Regions from separate parts of the Mus musculus genome. Here region 2 is linked to region 1. A link is a contact called in public HiChIP or PLAC-seq data. All regions are on one chromosome and are shown on one strand. Each heading gives the region's core, a stretch centred on a gene start, on an enhancer-like site or on the middle of the called end of the contact. The rest is flanking DNA. Distances are from core to core; before and after follow the strand shown.

What was found. HiChIP or PLAC-seq counts read pairs in DNA pulled down with a chosen protein or histone mark.
Region 2: a contact with region 1 is called in a FOXA1 HiChIP or PLAC-seq map of pancreatic cancer cells. The contact joins two enhancer-like sites. A contact is called at or near these places in 5 of 39 promoter capture datasets (the C10 cell line, the HPC-7 cell line, embryonic stem cells and 2 more) and 2 of 115 datasets of contacts at active chromatin or transcription factors (embryonic stem cells and pancreatic cancer cells).

Annotation. Positions count from the first base shown.
Region 1 is chr11:20,263,242-20,270,817 of GRCm38.p6, forward strand. No RefSeq gene overlaps it. Among named protein-coding and RNA genes, the nearest start is that of Gm39604, 13 kb to the left of the region's middle. Within about 2 kb of position 3,855, at least 5 of the 459 cell types and tissues checked have an H3K27ac peak or open chromatin away from gene starts, as enhancers often do. A contact at or near this core is called in pancreatic cancer cells, where this site is marked.
Region 2 is chr11:20,884,689-20,892,264 of GRCm38.p6, forward strand. No RefSeq gene overlaps it. Among named protein-coding and RNA genes, the nearest start is that of Gm39608, 10 kb to the right of the region's middle. Within about 2 kb of position 2,568, at least 32 of the 459 cell types and tissues checked have an H3K27ac peak or open chromatin away from gene starts, as enhancers often do. A contact at or near this core is called in pancreatic cancer cells, where this site is marked.

The sequences.
Region 1 (7,576 bases), core at 2,605-5,104:
GAGGGAGACAAAGATACAAGAAGCTCCAGATTAGGTAATAAGTATTATAAACTGAATATATATATATATATATATATATATATATATATATATGCACACATACATATATGTATATGTATATATACATATATATATATATGCACACATACATATATGTATATGTATATATACATATATATATATATACACATTCATAGCTGAGACTGAGACTGACCAAGAAAGGGATAAGTTTAAGACTTGACTAGACTAAAGGTACAGGAATTAATAGGTAATGATAAGCAACAGAGAGGAAAATGAAGTTTGGAGACAGGAGCTGGAGAAGACACTAGAACAAAAGATGGGAGAGCTCACAGATCAGACTGAGTGGCAGAGAGAAAATAATGAAGATTAGAAACAAGGCTTGGAGGAGAATCTTTTAAAATGAATCAAAATAAAACAGACATCAGAGTATCAGAATTACAATATAAAGAAACAACTAAAATGTGGAAGCAGAACCTGAACAGAGAATACAGGAACTTACTGAGCAGGAGGAGCAACACAAGGAGAGATAGGAAACATGGGCACAGACCTTATGGGAGGAACTTACAATATTAGTTAGGGAAAATACTCAGGTGGGGACAGAAGATAAAATTAGAGAAAGCCAACCAAAAAGTTGTTGAAAAGCAAACTTTGGTTTATCTGGTGAGTATACAACAAAGACCTACAGATGATAACCATCCACAGAATTATCAGGAATTTGAATGACAACCCATAGATATGTTAGAACTGAGAAAATTTAAGGAACATGTCACTAATTTTAGAATGCATTCACTGTTTTAAAATCAAATCCTGACTTCTTGGTCTATTAAACATAGACCACCCCCACCCTCAAGACTGGGATGATATGGCAAGAACAATATTAAAACCTGGGTCACATTTACAAATGGTTCTCATGGTGGAGAGAAGAGGTGAACGAGATAACAGGACAAAATAAAACCAGAAGTAACAATGTTTCTAGAGATCAACTGCTTGGTGAGGGTGGCTTTGCTGAGGTTCAGGCTGAATATGATGAAGAAACCTTGATGTTTTGTTGCTTGGCGGCCTTAAAGACCTGGGACAAGGTCACAGAAACAGGGAAATGGCTTGAACCATTTTCTTGAACCAAGTCATACAAGGTCCAAAGAAAACATTCCCTGACTTTTTACAAAGGTTGACTTCTGCTATAGAAAGAAGTATATGGGATCCATCAGCAAGAGAGGCACCAATCGAGTCTTTGGCTTTTGAAAATGTGAATGCTGAATGCAAAGAAATAATCAGACCACTGAGGGCAAGGTCAGCATCGATGGATGGAGTGGATTAGATATACTGCTGATGTTGGGCCTCGTTTGCCTGATAGGACCTTAATAAGAGAAGCTGCCACTAGAGTCCTTGAGACGACCCAAAATTTCAAATGTTTTAATTGTGGTGAGCAGGGTCATTTCAAGATAAACTACAGAGAAAAACAGATTAATCCCAAAGGGAGTCTATGCCTCCTGGAATATGTAAAAGATATGGCAAAGGCCGTAGGACTAGGGAATGTAGAGCAACAACAGACAAATGGGGCAACATTTTACCAAAAGTCTCCTGGGAGTGGGGGTGGGGCTCTTGCAGGCCCCAATGCTAAACAGGGAGAGTTTTCTTTCTCGGGACAATTAAACTCTACTGCTCTGAAAACAGACATTGTGAGACCAGATAACAAGGTGGAGTCAAATTCTATAGACAATTTAAAAAGCTAAAAAGGGGCCAAAACCAAATATTTTGACAAACTTCAATAGAGGATCAAAGGCCCAAGCTAAGAATATTAGTAAACAATATTGAAATTAAAGGAATGGTTAACAATGAAGCAGATGTCACATTATCACTCCAAAATTTTAGTCTATAGGTTAGCCACTTCAAGAAGTAGACATCCAATTTCAAGGAGTTGGAGCTTTATTCCAAATAAAGCAAATGATTTAGTATATAGGACCTGAAAGTCAAATAGGAAAATTAAAGTCATAGATGGCCGATATAGCCATAAACTTATGGGGAAGAGATCTGTTACAGTAGTGGAAAATGCAAATTAATATCCTTTCAGTTTGCAAAACCAGTCAGGATCCTAATAAAAACATCAAATTAGTTAAGGAATGTTATCAAAGACAGTTACAGACTGTCCAGGCTGTCCATAAATAAGATACAGCAGAGGCTGACAATTCAGCTCGACCTCAAAGAGCCACTGCTGATAAGACACCAACAGCCTTACCACTAAGGTGGCTGACTGACCAATCCATTTGAATTGGTCAATGGTATATGACAAAAGAAAAACACAGGCACTAGAACAGCTAGTCCAGGAACAGCTAGAGGCTCAATATACAGAAGAGTCCACCAGCCCTTGGAATTCTCCAGTATTTGTCATTAAAAAGAAGTCTGGCCAATGAAAGATGTTGACAGATCTCAGAGCAATCAATAAGATTATTCAGCCAATGGGTTCCCTGCAGCCTGGAACTGCATTGCCTTTCTTGTTGCCTAAGGAATGGCCTATCATAGTGATTGATCTAAAAGATTGTTTTTTTTTTTTTTTCACAATTCCTTTATATGAACATGATAAGGAAAGGTTGGTTTTCTCAGTACCTACCTTTAATAGAGGTTGGACAATAAAAAGATATCATTGGAAAGTCCTGCCACAAAGAATGTTAAATAGCCCTACCTCATGTCAGTATTTTGTATAACAGCCATTATAGATGATTCATAAACAATTTCCTTAATACATTATTTATTATTATATAGATGATATCATACTGACTGATTAAGATATAAATATCCTAAAAAGAATGTTAGATGAAGAAAAGCAAACAAAGGGCTGGAGAGATGGCTCAGGGGTTAAGAGCACTGACTGCTCTTCCAGAGGTCCTGAGTTCAATTCCCAGCAACGACATGGTGGCTCACAACCATCTGTAATGGGATCCAATGCCCTCTTCTGGTGTGTCTGAAGATATCAACTGTGTACTCATATAATAAATAAATAAATCTTAAAAAATAAAAACAAACAAACGAACAAGCAACCCCTTCTAAAAATCCCTGCCTTGACTTTCTGGTAATTATAAATCATCCCTGAAAAGACACAAGAGAGGATTACATTAATTATCTAGTATATAGAATAAGTCTATAAAAGGGTAGGCCACAAAAGGTGCAAATCAGAAAAAAAAAAAAAACCAATTAAAGATTCTTAATGATTTTCAGAAGCTACTAGAAGATATTAACTGGCTGTGACCTGCAATTGGCTTGGCTACTCAAGAGGTAAACAATTTATTTCAAAACTTACAAGTTGATAAAGATTTAAATAGCCTGAGAAAATTATCTGCCAAGGCTGAAAAAGAGTTCGCTTTGGTAGAAAGTAAATTTCAGGATACACATCTAGATCATATTAATCCAAAGATGGCCTGCATCTTAGTTATTTTGCCTTCTACTCATTCCCCTACAGGAATTCTCAGGCAGAGGCAAGATTATATCTTAAAATGAATATTTTAAACACAGAAACAGTAAGAAATTAAAAACCTACATAGCAAAGTTTTCTAAATTGATGCTAAAAGGAAAAATGAGACGTTGACAGTTAGCTGTAATGGATCCAGCTAAAATTGTTGTACCTTTTATGAATATAGAGATTGTCTTGTTATGGACACAAGATAAAAATTGACAAATAGTCCCTATAAATCAGTTCAATTATATACAATACTTATGATGTTATCGGATTTTCAAGAGCCTCTTAATATAGTAACTGACTCTCCATATACAAAAGGGTTGTTTTGCACATAGAGACTGCTAAACTTACTCAGGATGACTCTAAATTGACTCACTGTTTATTCAGCCACAACAAATAATCAAGACTAGGAGTCATCCACTATATATATCCCACATGAGATCCCATACAGGTCTGCCAGGCCCTCCGGCACAAGGTAATAATAAAATTGATCACCTATTGATTGGAAGTGTATTAGACGCTTCAAAATGCCATTAAAAAACATGTTAACAGTAAATGTTTAAAGGAAGAATTCCCTATCACCTGGCAACAAGCCAAGAAAATTGTGAGACAATGTGCTACTTACATTATATAACCAAACTCCATTACCTACATGAATTAACCCTAAAGGTACTCAAAGAAGTGAAATTTGGCAATAGATATATTCAGTTTAGTAAACTGAGATATGTGCATCATACAATAGACACATATTCAAGATTTCAATGGGCAACTGCCTTAACTTCAGAAAAGGTTGATTCTATAATTACACATTTGTTAGAAGTTATGGCCATTATATACCCATACAAATTAAAACGAACAATGGTCTGGCATATGTATCTAATAAAATAAAACAAATTTTAAACGTAATATAATATAAAACAAAAGGGGGCAATGAAGATCTCTAAAGATATATTATATAGTACTTTATTTTTTAAAGATTTATTTATTTAATGTAGCTACACTGTCACTCTTGGGACACACCAGAAGAGAGCATCAGATCCCATTACAGATGGCTGTGAGCCACCATTTGTTGCTGGGAATTGAACTCAGGACCTCTGGAAGAGCAATTGGTGCTCTAAATCACTGAGCCATCTCTCCAGCCCTATATAGTACTTTATTAACCTTAAAATTTTTAAGTGCTAATGAACAAAAAACTATGGCTATTAAGAGACATTAGATTGTGGGAAAATCTACTAAACTAAATCAGCCTGCTTATTTTAAGGATGTTCTAACATCAGAATAGAAAACAAGAAATGTGGTACTCTGGGGGAGAGGTTATGCCTATGTTTCCACAGGAAAAGAAAAGGTATGGGTTTCTTTCAAGTTGATAAAAATCAGACATGACAAAGAGAGACCCCCCCCTAAAGATTTTGGCTATGGACAAGAAGGAGACTAACAAGATCAACAAGATAAGTGATGTATATGTACACAGAGGCAGCTCTGGGGCCAGCTGAGACTTAAATGTCTATATTCAGCCAATAACTCTTATTGGGAACAAAAATTCTCATGACTTATTATTACATACCATCCTTTAAGATGACATAAATGGAAATTTATATTGTGGTTTGATTATGTGATCAAACTATCTATCCTCTAAAGCAGGGCAGTTGTCTTTATTGATCTTCCTTAATCGATCCATACACTTTACATGTTCTATACAAATGTCTTTACAAAACTATGTATTGCTTGCTTTGACAGAATAAGTCTTTGGTTTTGTTTTGGTTTTGGCAGGTGTTACAGCCTATGTGCTGAGTTTTATAACCTGAACAGCATTTCCATCATGGAGTCAGATGTGCTAAGGTCTGGGCCTGTTACATTCCTCATTGGTCTTAGAAAACGAGTCAAACAATGGACTTATCCTGTTTTAGTTTTGATGCAGGAACCTGGTGTCAATCTAATCAGAATGAGAATTAAAGACCTGGCCCGTGTTTGATAGCAGAGTAGTTAGCCAGGGAACCAAGTATTTCCCCAACACTGGCAAGGTTTTGGGTCTTGTTTTTAATTACTCTTGATCAATTTGTATAGAAACAATAGGTTTTTCCCAAAGCCAGACATAGGTGTTGTTGTTGCTGTTGTTTTTAAAGCCCATGAGAAGTAACTCTAAGCCTCTCCAATTTGTAGGGTCATTTCTGTAAAGGAATCTAACTGTTGTTTTAATATCTCTAGGTCCTGATCAACCTATCATTAGTTTGGAAAGCATCAGAAGGGGCATATTTAGTCAAACCATTAATACATGCCCACAAAGTCGTCTCAGTTATATTGTTGTTATTTATAAGAATTAACCTATAAGGTTAATTCTATAAGCAGATATCAGTAGTGCCTAGGTTTAAAGTTTTGAATATTTGATAAGTTTTAGCCTTTATAAGTTTTTTTTTTTAAAGATTTATTTATTATTATATGTAAGTACACTGTAGCTGTCTTCAGATATACCAGAAGAGGGCATCAGATCTCGTTACGGATGGTTATGAGCCACCATGTGGTTGCTGGGATTTGAACTCTGGACCTTCGGAAGAGCAGTCGGGTGCTCTTACCCACTGAGCCATCTCACCAGCCCCCTTTATAAGTCTTTTAACATTAATTTGGGCTACTACCAGTCTCAGTGAGTTGTATCAGTCAGTGTGTTGGCAGTCTGATTAGTTCGTATCCCTGTGTAGTAGTGCAGGGTCTCGGTGTTTCAGCATAAGCAGCAATCCTGGCCAACTTCAGGCTGGGATGATTAACTTTACCCCTAGGGTCCCTTCCTGGGACAAAGAATCTGACTCTCCAGATGTTTCCTGTTTCTCAAAGGCCAGTATCTTTTTAAAGGATTTTTTTTTTCAGGAATCCTGTTTTATAAACCTAATTTTTGCAATGGAAACTCCCTTGTTTCTGGCAACTAGGGGGCCTAGCTTCAGGACATGCATAGAATTGTAAATTCTATATTTTTATTTCAAAAGATAAATTCTGCTCTCTCTCTCTCTCTTACACACACACACACACACACACACACGCGCGCGCACGCACGTGCACACTTATACCAGACACTATAAGCAAGCATCAGTAACGGTCAGGATGGACAATGGATTGTTGGTCTATGGTCACACTAGCTAATGCCTTCCCTGTATCTGTCTTCATAAGTTTTTAGTCTAGGCCTGGGGACAGTGGGGGTTGGACCATGACCCCGTACATATCTATAGTGTAAGACTCAGGAGGGATTAGAGGGACAGGGAGTAAAGGGCCTGGGGCCTAATGAAACTTCAATTTTAATGGGTGCACGGTCCAGGAGACAATACATTTGGCAGCAGTGTCTGGCTTCTGCTTTTTTGTGGCAGCTACCTTCCACAGCCACAGGAGTGGAGAGAACCACCGTGTGAGGTCCTTTCCTAGTTAGTTTCAGTGCCTCTTTGGCCAGTTGTTTGACCCAGGCAGTGGCATCAGACTACAACAAGCTGACATTGGAAATTTCTGGTTTCTTTGGAAACTCAATTGTGTCATGTGATGGTTTTCTGGAAGCTGTCATAAGCGACGGTGTTCTGTTGAAGCAGATACGTGAGAGGGCATTTGCTGAAGTGGAGGCTTGAGTGGGTGCATGGTGTTTTGAAAGGGTAGAAATAGAGCCCCACAAACAGTGAGAGGCTGCTCTTGCATTATGACACTGTACAATGCTTCGCTGGTGTTCACTGGTTTTTGCTTGCCTCTGGCCGTTCAACCCATTGCTGGTCTTGCTTCTTTGCTGGTCTTTGCTGATCTTCACTTGTCTTGACTTTGTTGTAGAGAGAAAGGCACCAAACAATTTCTTGTGGTATTCCAGTTGATCCTTACCACTTTTGATGACTTGTGCTGATTTGGTGGAGCCTTGCGGTTCCTGCAGCTACTGCTGCTATTCATGTTTGGTGTTTGCTATTGATCTGCACTGCAGGTATCTTAACAATGATATCCATTTTGTGATGCCTTTTGTTTAGTCTGAGGCCAGATCAGGGGCTTAGCACCCCATTTGTGCTAGCATATAAAGGCCTTGCAATTACCACAAACTCTGGTATCCAGAGGCAGCAATATCCAGAAGTACCTAGGAACTCTTGAATCTGT
Region 2 (7,576 bases), core at 1,318-3,817, 620 kb after region 1:
CCAGGATCTTATGTCCAACTCTAGTAGGCTGAGCTGCCTGGGTGTCTGATGGTCAGCTGAAACACAGCATGTGGGGAATATACACCTCTCACTCCTAGTGTGCTTCCTGCTTGTCCCCAAAGCTGCACCTCCTGGTCTCTTCACTTCAGTCAGTGCTCAGACCAAGCTATAGAGTTGTCCTTCATTTCTTTACATGCTTGATTGAGGGTAAAGCTTTGAGCTTCTATTCCCTGATGACTATATTTCATTGATCCTAAGACAGATTTCCCCTATATAATAGTAGTTTAATTAGTTAATTTCCTTACTGAAAGTGGGTAGTACTAGATCTCCTTCACCAGCATCATAATCCAGGCTAGCATCTTTAACCCTCACCACAGCAGTGGCTGGATGACTTCTTATTCCACAGGGTCAGAGATCTCTTTCTCTACAGTGAGCTGTAAGGCATCATCAGCTCCCCATGCTATTCATAACATCTTACTCTTCCTCATGGAATATGCATCCCTATATGATCTAGGCTTCTTATTCCCTGATCTTCCTCCAGACTCCTGTCATCTGTTGTGTTCCAGCCAAGTTCTGGAGCCTTCTTAACCATATTCAGAATATATCAAGCATATTCCTACCACAGGGCCTTTGGCAATATCTTCTTTTCGGTCATCTCTTCCCTGTGTTCAGACTTTTGTTCAAATATGACCCCCTAGAGATTCCACCAACTATGTTTGCTTACTTTTAGTTTTCTTTCTCTCTTCCCCCTTTCCTCCTCATCCTCCTTGTCTTCTTTTGCTATTTTGAAACTGTGTGGCCCTGCTGAGCCTGGAACTGGCTTTGAACTTGTGATCCTCCATCCTTCACACCTACAGTATTAAGCTTATAGATAATGTGAGTCATTCTCAACCCATTTATTTGCTTTATCTGAAATCATGTGGCTTATGTGATTGCTGTTCTTCATTCTACCCCTACCACCACCACTATGGTGCCAATTCATTGAGAGGACGGCACTTGCCTAGGTCACCCAGCTTCTAACAGATAGCATGTGTTCAGTGTATGCTTGTTGAGTCTGAATGAATGAATGAATGAATGAATGAATGAATTGAAGTGGAAATTTTGAGTTTCTTTTGTGTCATGTGATGTTTTTCTGAAAACTTTCTTATGAGAGTATATTTTGCTGAACCAGACATGTGAGAAGATGTTTTGCTGAGAAGCTGCCTGGGAAAAGGGCATGTGACATTTTGCTGGAGTAGACACTTGAGAGGACACATGATGTTTGGAAAGGGTATACATATAACCCAACAGGCAGTAGATGATGCTGTGTGGTGTTGGTTCGCCTTGCCTTCTTTATTAATTATTGTTTGTCATGACTTTGTAGAGAGGAATGTACCAAAAACTTCTTGTGATATTCCAGCAGCCTCTTGCCACTTCCTCAGATCTAGGGCCAATTGGCAGAGCCTTGTGGTTTCTACTGAACCAAGCTGCCATTGCTGGTGTTTGCAAGTGGATCAAGCTACTGCTGCTGATTCCTGTGAACTGAACTGCTGGTATCCTGACAGTAAAGATTGGAATCGCCCCAAGACAATTTCTAAACAGGTCTACATCCCCCTTTTGCCCTACTAACCTGTCCTTTCCACTGCCTCTGGTGGGTGGTGGACTAGAAAGGAGGTTAAAGCATTTAAGAACTCTGATTAAAGTAGGTTTTGAAAAATCTAAGCTTACAATGAATAAATGAACACTTGAAGTACTCATGAGAAGGCTGGAGAATACTACCCCCAGGGCAGCTCTGCACTCTTGCTTTTCTGCCCTTCTGCAGGAAGAAGAGACCATTGTCTCCACCGCCCCTGCTGGGTGGGAATACAGAAGACTCATGGGTTGTTTGAATTTCACTCTGAGGTCAGCTTAATGACTTATCTATTTGTTCTTACCCCACCTCATTCCTTAAAGGATTAGATGTGGATCATAGTGCATTAGTGAAACACAAAGATAGAATATCATTAGGTGAGGGAAAGGGCCAATCAGGATAGATTGCCCAGAATTCAAAGTCACCTATGCCTGACATGTTTGCTTGACACTCAGTTTGCAGGCAGCCCAAAGTAGAAGACACAAAACTTCCTGTGAAACTGGATGAAGGAGAGTGGGACTGTGGCTGTGGGCAGTTACTGTGTCTCTCCAGACGGCTGGGTGTGGACCCAGTCTTATGGCATATTGGTGCAAAGAGTGGGGGAGGGTCAGAAGGAAGTCTGGAGGACTTGCTTTGAGAATCTAACGCCAAGTGGCTATATTTCTTATTGTATCCTGTTCTTCACACTGGACCAGTTGATGACAGTCCCCCCTCACCTTCCTATGGGAGCTCCGTCATACTCTCCGCTTACCAGGTCAGTTGGAGACACTCTCGCTGTTTGGTTTTGTTTGGTTTTCATGTGTCTGACCTAATCTCCTGCTGAGGTCCCCACTCAACTCCAGTTGACTCATCACTTGTGAACATGGCAGGCAGTGAGAGCCCAGTTCATATTCGGGCCCTTTACACACAGACAGCCATTGTTCCAGGAGTGGAGTTACTCACCAGGGCCTGCTGAGGTGGCATATCTGGAAAGGTGGATTTGGCATTCAGCCATCAGGTGGCTGTGCCAGCTTTGTTCCCTGGACTCTGGCTTACTTTAGCTGCCCCTCCCAACCAGGGATGCCACACCAAACAAGGATCCCACCCCTTAAAAAGCCAGTCATCTCTTTCCAGCAAGGAGGGGGAGCCCAGCTGTCAGAATACTCTGTATTTCTACTTCATAGAAATCTCAAGATGTTAATAAAACAGATAGAAGTGTGTGTGGGTGTAGGTGTGTGTGGGGGGTGTCAAAGCTTTGGGTATACATGGTGTTGACTAGATTCTCACTGGTACAGGGTGAGATGGTACCAGTGACAGTGGGTACCCTGTGACCTATGTGCTTCCCAACAACATGACAGTCAAGGAAATCCCCTCACATCTTTGACAGGATCTAGTTTGTTGTATTGTTTCCTGGGAGTGGCCTTGCTCATCTCTTTGAAGGTTTTAGAGGTCATGGTCTCCCAGGCTGTTCTCAAGCCTTTCGGGATAAGGGGTTCTGAGGCATGAATAGGATCTATTTTTCTGAATCTTCCTTTGGGCCCTCTCCTAGAGTCCTGGGTGGTGGGAGTGTTTGAAAGGCAAGGGGACAGGACACATAGAAGGATATCCCAGTCCATGCTCAGTTAGAATGTGGTGATGTCTCATGATGTCAGCTGAGTATGGCAAGCATGGAATCCCAGCACTTGGGAGCCAGAGGCAGAATCAAGAATTCGGGGTCATCCTCAGTTACACAGTGAGTTTGAAGCCAGCTTGGGCTACATGTCTCAAAACAGAACAAAATACCTGCGCACACACACACACACACACACACACACACACCCCAAACAACCACCACCAACGCCTGACCATGTTTTCGGAACACCATGACTACAGACTAGGTGAAACTAAAAGAAAAGACAAAAATCAAAAGACTTTAGGAGGGCAAGGTGAGTTAAAGAGATGACTCGATAGTTAAGAGCCATTGCTGCTCTTGTACAGGGCCAAGGTTCGGTTCTAGTACCCACTTGGCAGCTCACAACCATTTGTAACTCCAGTTCCAGGGGATCCAATGCCCTCTTCTAGCCTCCATGAGGACCAGGTATGCATGTAGTACACAAACATACATGCAGGCAAAACATTCAGACACATAACGTTGTGGGGAAAATTAAAGATATTTTCAGGGCTAGAAAGATGGTTAGGGATTAAGAGCACTTGTTGCTCTTCGAGAGGATCCAAGTTCAATTCTCAGCAGCCACATGATGGCTTACAGCTATCTGTAACTCCAGATCCATGGAATTAAGTGTCCCCTTCTAGCGTCTGCTGGGTACCATGCAGACATGCACATGGTATACAAGCAAAACATCTATGCATATAAAACAATAGGAGTAAAACACTTCAAAACTGTGTTTTCTCTGTTTTGCCATAAAATTCCCACAAGAAAACAAATGGCAGCTCACTTTCAGTGATGCTCAGAACAATGTCTGAGGGGTTGATGGGTAGCACACAGCTGGGCTGGCCAGCATGAAAGAAACAGTGGCCAGGGAGCTGCAGAGGGAAGCACTGCCCTGCTCAGATCTGACTGGGGCTTCAGAGAGTGTGGTGGCACAGAGAGTGGTTGGAGCAACAATGTGGTGTCACTTTTTGGTCCATACAGGGGTTATTAAGGGACACTGGTGGAGTATTGCCTCTTTTCTTTCCTTAATTCTAAATATTCATCAATGCACTTGAGAAATCTGCAAATGTGTTAGATAAAGATCCTATACAAAGCCCAGAGCCCTGAACACTTAAGGGGGCTTTGGCATCTCTCCATGCCAAGCTTGCTCTTTAGTCTCCAAAAGTGGCTTCCCTTGGCTTAGTCCTCTGTACATCTTGAAATCATTCCCTCAGCTTCTTCAAAGCTGACACAGCACCAGGAAGCCCACGCTAGGGCTGATGTCCTCCAGCCAAGCAGAACCCTTTCCAAAATGAGAACAAGTACCTACGTCCGGAAGCTGAAAACTGGCACCTTTCAAAAATGGTCATTTTCCAGGCTCAGCTGCCACAATCTCTCCCTGACCCCACCCCTCCATTTCAGGGCAAAGCCACTGACAATTAGCTCCAGCCACCTGTGTGTGGAGTTTCAGAAACTAGCTGTAACCCTGTAAGGCAAATGACAGACCATGTTACTGAGGCGTCCGTTGCCTCATAAGAAGCACAATGACGATTTATTTCATACAATATTTTTTAGGACTAAATGTGTTACCATGCAAGCACTATACAGAGTTTAGCACACAATGCTGTTCTCTTATCTCTCCTTTCTTAGCAACAGCAGCTTGGCTCTGATTCTGGAGGCAGCAGGTACTCATATGCTCATTTGCATGGTGAAAAGGATACTTTCCCCAAAGACGATTTATATTTCTTGGGTCTATCCAGATCAGGAGCTAGAGCAGGGCTAGGTTGCGGGAACAGGGATGTGATTATAAGGGCCAATAATTGAAGCCTTTGAGAGGGTAGTAGGAAAACCAGAGCCAACTCAGAAAGATCAGGAGACATTCAAACAACAGCTGATAAAGGTCCAAGGGAGGAGGAAATGATGAAGCTGTCGGGAGATGGATGCAATGCACATACTGTCCAGCTGCAGATCTATTCACATAGTGATTAGATCGACTGGAACATAACTGTCATGGGCACAGCACTCAAAGCCCACAATGTACCCCACTTACCCCTGTCAGTATCCAGTTTCAGCCTTGACATTTAAGGCCCATTGCTGAGAGAGCCACATACAGCATCCAGTTTTCATCCAGGAACAATTGGAGCTCTGGGTCACAGTGCCACCTTTTCTGCTCTAGCCACCACGCAGCACACAGCTCCTGCTGGGCTCCTTGACCAAGAGGAAATGCTCTGCCCTTGGCTGTGCCAGCCCAGGAGAAGCAGCAGGCAGAGGTCCCTTGAGCTGTGCATTGGCGAGGAGAGCTTCTAGAGGTATGGCTAAGGTAATACAGCGCTTGACTTCTTCATGAGAAATGCTCTCTTGAATCAAGGTGCTATTGAAAATGAAGCCTGGGAGCAGTGTCTTCCCATCTGAGACACAATGATGGCACCCTCATCACTGATCATCCCTGATGCTCTCTGAACATGACTGGTGTATGGCAGGGATGGACACTGTTAAGCTCTGCAGAGGTTTGCAGCCCCTGCTCCTTGGACACCCCCAGTGGAAAGAATAGGAAACTAAATGCAGTGTCTGTGTTAGAAAGCAGCTCTGCATCCCATGCAGAGTTGGGGCCTCACAGGTCTACTGCACCCCTTGCTCCTCTCTGCACAGGGCACAGCCCTTGCTGGGACACTGAATTCCAGCTGGCAGCAGAGCTGAGAAGACCCAGTGATGTGAGCAAGGAGATGTATGTGTAGCCTGGAAAGGGCCTGGAGAAGTGAGGAGCAGGCCTGGAGCGCCACCTGCCATTCCTAAGAGCGGGGTGAGGCTCGAGAATCTTGTCAAGTGACAAACCTCTATCACTGTCCCCAGGAGACAGTGCCATGAGAGATGGCCTTGTAGGGCAGGAAAGGAAGCAGGGAAGTGGGAAATGTTCTCAGGCTGAGAACATGGGCAGTGCTGAGGGTTCTATACAGAGTGACCAAGTCTGCTGTCTGTCCACCCCGAGAGTCTTCTTCGTGGTGGATGATAGAGTGGTCAGGCTGTCCTGAGACAGAAGAGATGAGCGGCTTTGTAAGAAGCTCTTAAGAGTGTGAGACCAAGGCCATCAGAGTTGTGTGAAAAAAGGAAAAAAAAAGCCTCTGTATAGTCAGTCAGCCTCTAGAGTAAGAAATGTTGGTGCTGTGCACATGAATGGGTGCAGTTCCACAGCAGAGAACACAGCTTGGTGGAAAGGCTACCGGTGAACTCCACCTTCCGCCTCTCTCCTCTGCAAGGCCAGAACTGTGCAGTGCACAAGCTGTGCGGCTGTAGGCTTGATCAGATTTTTACTGAGACAATCTGAAGTTGCAGCTTTTCTTAATCCTCTTCTAGATATTTATTTTATTTTAGGTGTATGAATGTTTTGCCTGCATATATATGTATATGCCTTATTATCAATGTGCTTGGTGCCCACAGAGGCCAGAAGAGGGTATTGGATCTCCTGGAACTGGAGTTATTGATGATTGTAAACCACTGTGTGGGTGCTGGGAACTGAACGCAGGACCTCTGCAAGAGCGACAAAGGCTCTTAACCACCAAGCCATCTCTCCAGCTCCTGCTGCGTTTCTTGAATGGAGGCAATATAGCCTATATAGTCTTTCCTTCTGATTCCAACCCTAGAATCAGTTGTTCTTACAGGAGGGGAAGCATTGCTTCAACACAGTCCCACTGGGAGAAGGGAAGCGTGTCCTTGGTTGTCACAGGCTAGACACTCACAGGAGAGCCCAAGCCCTGGGAGGGGATCACATCTGGTGCCTCATGGGAAGGGAGCATTGCCACAGCTTTGGGAATGAGGAAGAAGGCAGAGCTAGCATCCTGACGTATGGGGGAGACTCCTTTACCTAAACGTGGAAGTGCTGTTCTGGACACGTGAGGGAAGGGCCTGGCATTCCCTATGCACCTGTCACACTTTCTGGGAGAGTCCTAATGCCTGACAGTCTGGGAGTGGCAGCCAGGCAGCTCTCAGGGCCCGAGTGCATCTCTTTACTTACCCCACCCTCCACTTCTCCGGTGACCTAGGCTGATGGTTCTGTTTGTCCAGCTACTAGCCAGGACTTGCTCAAGCAGGAAAACGCACAAGCTCCAAAGACAAGTTCTCTAGCTGCCTGGCCCGGTGGCAGGCCAACCCACGGAAGAGAGAACACAAAAGCATGCACGCATGCATGTGTGAAGACATGCACACGTGTAAGGGCGCTGTGGGAGTGTCTGGTTCTATCTTAGGTCTCTGGGCCATCTGGCCTCTGGTTTCTTTTCTGGTCCTCCAGGAATCAGGGAGTCTGCATGGTTCTAACCTAGGCCCTCTGCATATATTTGTAGCTTGGTATATTTTGTGGGACTCCT